Regions from separate parts of the Triticum aestivum genome. Here region 1 is linked to region 2. The links are chromatin contacts, called in public Hi-C maps. All regions are on one chromosome and are shown on one strand. The core of a region is the stretch at or near the end of the contact, and the rest is flanking DNA. Distances in the headings are between cores, read along the strand shown. Region 1 holds the start of LOC123041856. Region 2 holds the start of LOC123046441 (myosin heavy chain, non-muscle).

Region 1 (2,737 bases), core at 86-2,585, 200 kb after region 2:
CGTGACGGGGTTCGACGGCGGCCCGAGGCGCGCCGGCCATGGCGGCGCGGCGGCTGCGCTCGCCGGAGGAGCGTGCAGCGGGGTGAATCCCGTGCGCTACCCCGTCGAACGTGGCCCCGGCGTCCGTGCTCATGGCGCATCAGGGGAGGAGGGACGCCGGCCACCGCGACATGTGGGGCGACGGCGACGAGCTCGTCCAGTCAAGTGGCGGCGGTGGCGGCTAGGAAACGTTCCGCGCGTCGCTCCGGTGGGAGGCGACGGCGTCGCGGCGTCTCCGCCCTCGCACCACTTGATGCAGTGCGGGCCCCGAAGGGAAAGGCGGCTACGCGGCGCATTAGGTGAGCCTATGCCTCATTCTTCTCCAATTCGTGTTCATCAGTGCTTATATTGGATTAAAAACAGCCCTAATTAAAGAATTAGGGTTCTACCGAAATTGGGGATTTTTCTAGGGTTCTTCAACATGGGGTTTTGCTACTGTATGTGTGCTATGTATCCCTCTGCCTTCTAATTTGATAATCCAAACGGAAACAGATACTTAAAAGAGGATCAAGTTAAATTAACAGAAACTTAATCATGAGCATTAATTCTTCAGAGGCTTAATTAAAACTGATTAAGCATAATGGCAGTGGAGATCCGTGGCAAATTAGAATACAACATGAGGGCATTAAGACAGTAGCATGCATATTTGGGCTAACCAGGGGTAAAACTTTCAATCTTGATCATAAACCCTAAACATGTCATTGATCTAAACATGATAGTGATCTACTGATCAACAATAAAGGAATCTATTGCAATCAAGATTGGCGACTGATACCATTGTTGGAATAATTATGCATCTCTGGGATGCCATTAGCAGAAACAGATTGCATCTAGATCACCTAAAACATGAACAGAGAAGGGTTTAGGGTTTCTTTACATGTCACGGGAGTGGACATGATCGCCTGCTCGGTGCAGGCGTGATGCAGGGGTGATGTAGTCGAAGTAGATGTTCTCCTCGACGTCCTGATTCCTTCAGGACGCCACCGGCACTGCCCAGGGACAGCGGCGGCGGCTGGCTTAGGTCTTCCCGTCGCTGCAGCACTCCCCCTGATCGGATGGGGTGAGAGAATATCGGGAGGAGAGTAAGCCTTACGTGAATTGTAATCTCGCAGGTGCCCAGCTCTCTCCCGTATCCCTTTTAATATGGCGCTGGCGACAGGGGACCCAAAACCTGAGTTGGTTTTTGGGCGCCCCCGATCAGGGCGCGTTAGTTCTGATCGAGGCTCACGTACGTTGGTACGTGGACCCCTTCACTTATCGTTATCCCTTTATCCTTTTTTTTTGTTAGACTAATAGATCTAACTGCCTGTTTAAGCCGTCAGATCAAAATCAACACAACCCGCTAGAGTACAAAACCCGAACTATAGCGGCCATTAGAGGAGGTGAGGACACTAGTATGAGCTAATAAGCTAGCTTACGAGCATGGAGTGGTAGCTGAGCATTTCTCATGTACACTGCGTACGTACCAAGGATGCTTGGAGAGCAGGTTGACGATAATTTTTTTTTTATTCTTTTGATGAACTTAGGTTGACGCTCAAGCTAGCCAGGTTAACACCAGAAATATTCGCAAAAAAAAAACCCACCGGAAATGCACTAGCTTTTAAAAAATAACACCAGAAATGCATCGAGAATTTCCAGCAATTTCGTACATGGTCGGTTGACATGTTCGGCTCGCTCGGCCTTCATTCCAACAGCCGTCAGCTCATGTTAAAAAAAAGAGTAAAATGCATCCACGGTTATTGAACTTGTGTCGAAAGTTCACTTTGGTCACTGTATTTTAGAATATGGTTAATATGGTCACTATATACGACTTAAAATTAAAATGATTATACGGTCACTGGGTCACAGTATAGCTCCGTATTTTACTCTGTTGACTGGTCAAACACCACAACACCCTCTCTTTACCTACGTGGGTCCCATCTATTAGTGAGAAAAAAAACACAACACTAATCAACCAGCGGTCGATCGTCCGCTGAAGCCCACATATGCTAACCACTGTGCCCACACAACTTTCTTGTTAAGCAAACAGAGCGCCACGGCGTATTTAATTCACACGCGCACAACACACTTACACGCATATGCTGTTATCCCGATGGCATCTCCAGCTCGTGAATTGTGTGTTTGTTTCCGCGGCTTGAAGCACTTGACGCGACGCCTAGAGCGATAAAAAACCCGATCAGACACCGTATTTCCATCTCCCCAGCGTCACTTTGCAAGGCAATTGGGTAAGCGGAGTTGTGCACAGATCCCGATGTGTCAAGAGGCACGCGGTCACCAAGCTTGAGATGTGCCGCAGCCGCCGTCGGAAAAACCGTACGCCGACCGTGATGAGATGAGCAGTCGTTGGACTACTTAGATAACACGAGCTCGATGCGCGATGTCGTATTGTCTTGTCGCTTTTCTTTGTCGGCATAGGCATCCTCCCGGTGGTGCACGTCCTCGGCGCCGTCGCAATCTTGGTATCGTTTACGCGTCGCCAGTGGCAAGGCGGAGACTGCGGGACAAGGTCTAAATGTATGAACCTTCACCGTGCTCATCATGGTGTCCATGCCGATGAACGGGGTCATGGTCGTGTTCAAGCGAAGGACACCGGGATCGCTGCTTGTGACCCAGCCACTGGTCAAGAACACGCTCTTCCTCACAGTTGGCTGCGTGCATACGCATGCGCGTGGAGCTAAAGATGGTGAAGGAGGGCAGG
Region 2 (2,756 bases), core at 191-2,690:
GGTAGTCTCCCCAGATCTTACTTCCGCCGCCTGCTCTGCTTCCATCTCGGGCCACTAGCTTAGTATTCGTTTCTGCAATTCACAACAAGAAATACTGGCATCAATACTCACATCGTGAATGAGTATGCATGCATCAAGATAATGTGTAATGATGATGTCACCCACAAATGGGATCCAATCAAGGCGAGCCCAAAAAGGCACAACAGTCTTCCTAGAACAGGCTGAGTGGGGGTAAAGTAAACAATTGATTTTGTGTACAGACCACTTCACTACAGACTGGATACGGAGGAAAGGCGACAGCTCGGATCCAACTATTCGTTGTTATTTTGACAAAAAGAAACACAATGATATCATTAAGAATTTCATGATATCTTATTCCTGTATACATAGCCTACCAGGCTACCACCTACCAGTCAAAAGCAGTACCAACTCCACACAAGGTCAATCAGGACCAGAATTATGTTGCACGCACAAGGATCCGATCGTATGGCTATGCGCATCGCTTGATGCAAAGGCCGGGGTTGGATCGGATCGATCAACAAGTAGTCGATTGAATTTTATTTTTTTCCTCCCTGATCCGAGGTCACACTGAATTTTGGAGAACAAGCGGCTCCCAGCCTACCAGACGCAATATCCACCAAATAGTCCAGCAACCGGCCCGGAAAAAGGCAAAAGACAAAAACGACAATTCGTGCCCACCAACCAGCCCTCCCTCCCTACCACGATCGCCGCCCCCTCCTCCTACCCCGAGCAGGGACGTGCCATCCGCAGCACCTCAAAGTCAGAAAAAATCCCGATCGATCGGACGCCCACAGCCTGATCGAAACAGCACGGTCCTCGTCGACAGCAACAAACCCACCACCCTCCGCTCCGCCGCGAGCAGAGGGGCAGCTCCCAGCGAAATCGGGCGGGAGCCGACCGTAATGGTGAAAGCAGAGGCGGACAGCGAAGCAACCGGAGGCGGCAGAATCGGAGCGACAATTAAAAAAAAAAGCTCCCCCAATCCACTCCGCGGGCGGCGATTCAGTTCAGGCGACGGAAGGCGCCGCTCCAGAGGTGGAAGGTCGGATGAAATGGCGGAACCAGTGCCTCCCTCGCGCAGAGAACCGGCGGATCGCTGACGGGCCGTTGCTCGGCAGACGCGATCAGATTCAAAAAAGAAAGAAGAAGAAAAAACAGAGAGAACAAACACCGGAAAAGATTACGCTCGCTAGTTAACAAGAATGAACAGGAGCTGACCACGGAACCGAAGCCGATCGAAGCTCCCGGCGGCCGAGATCCTCACCCGTCTCTGCTTTTTCCGACGGTCGTGTCAGGCGACCGCGGAGCAGTGAGAAAGTTCAGGGGAGATTGGAACAGTGAGAGAACCGGGGGAGAGAGGGGGGGAGAATCCTTTTTTTATTTGGTCGGGGTTTTTGAGAAGTGCGTTGTATTTCCTCCTCCGTGGAGGGGTTTATATCTGCTGCATACGTGCCGCTGAGTTGGCCGGGCCCCACCAATAAAGCCGGCGGGGTTGATAGCCTCACCGACCCCGTGCGCTCACGCTCGCTGCCCGGTGGGCCCCGGGATGCTTGGCCCCGCGCGTCGGTGGCCGAGAGGGGATTATCCCGTGGGCGGCGGGATTACCGGGATGACACTCCGCGCAACAGCCTGCGTGTGTTGGGGCCTTGCGGGCGGCGTTCTCGGGAGGGAATTTCGCAACGAGATCCCCCTGATGAAGCGTAAAAAGTTTTGAGAAATCTGCGCTATAGTTTTTTTTTAGAAAGATCTACCTTATTTATTTAGCGGCCAAAGAGTCGCAAGCACATTCAAACATCCATAAAGAGTCTAGCCGCCTATGTAGACACGCACATTCAAACATTCAAATTCGTCTCGCTTTTCACCGTCGTCCACACTCCTGGGTCCAACCAAAATGAAAATGAAGCACACCAAGTCAGCAGCTCCATCGGTAAAAAGAAAAGAGAGCTGATTAGTTGTGTTTCCACGCCAGGTCATTTTCGCATCCCGCATCAAAGCCGTTTCCTTTTGGAGGACCGATTCTCCCTTTGATGCTTAGAGGTGTTTATCATCACGCTTTTCCTGATAGAAACTTTTTTTTTTTTGAAGTTGCTTTTCCTGATAGAAACTGACAATAACTCGGTGCACCGATAATGCACTCCTCCAAACTGGAAAGCCCTTCCACCGTGCACGTCTTTGTGGTTTTGGGTTACCTTGCAAGCTAATCTCTCCGTTCCTCCGCAAACAAGAACCTGCAATCGTTTTCATGTGCGCCTCATGGCTTTGCCACCGTGACAGTGTTTCCCTCTTGTCCTGATCATGCGAGCACAACCAATTGTTTTGGCAATTCATTGAGTTCATTACATTTTGCACCGGCCTTTGTTCTCTATGTACTATGCCAGCTTTCTCTTTGCGTCCGTGTGATCACGGAGAATATTTGTATGTGCGCGTGTTGTTAGCGCCTATTTCCGTAATGTGTTTCTCAACAAAACTCTCTCTTAGTGATGACACGTAAGATGTTTGTTGAGTTTTTTTTTCTTTTGGAAAAGACCCAACCAGCCTGACCTTGTCGATGACAGTAGGAATATTTCATACACATGTCCCTAAGGACTAGAGCCACGGAGCCGCAGTCATCGCTGCTGGACCCTTGAATTGATTTCCAACACCTGACATGACACGCAATTTTGCCGCCGTGTACACACGGTGAGAAATCCTAACCTCGCCACCCCCGAGGAGCCGACATGAATATATGTGCGCGC

The links. Hi-C and Micro-C count contacts between places; a contact is called where the count stands out from the background.
Region 1: a contact with region 2 is called in a Hi-C map of leaf, with 6 times the contacts expected there. The contact joins the promoter of LOC123041856 here to the promoter of LOC123046441 in region 2. A contact is called at or near these places in 2 of 5 Hi-C or Micro-C datasets (both in leaf) and 1 of 1 datasets of contacts at active chromatin or transcription factors (leaf).

What each region holds. Positions count from the first base shown.
Region 1 is chr2B:640,235,970-640,238,706 of IWGSC CS RefSeq v2.1, forward strand. LOC123041856 reads right to left here and starts at 1,336. Exons shown (of 3, transcript XM_044464409.1): 1 at 917-1,336. The coding sequence starts at 935.
Region 2 is chr2B:640,036,396-640,039,151 of IWGSC CS RefSeq v2.1, forward strand. It overlaps LOC123046441 (myosin heavy chain, non-muscle), which reads right to left and starts at 1,441. Exons shown (of 8, transcript XM_044469810.1): 1 at 1,240-1,441; 2 at 1-72. The coding sequence starts at 45.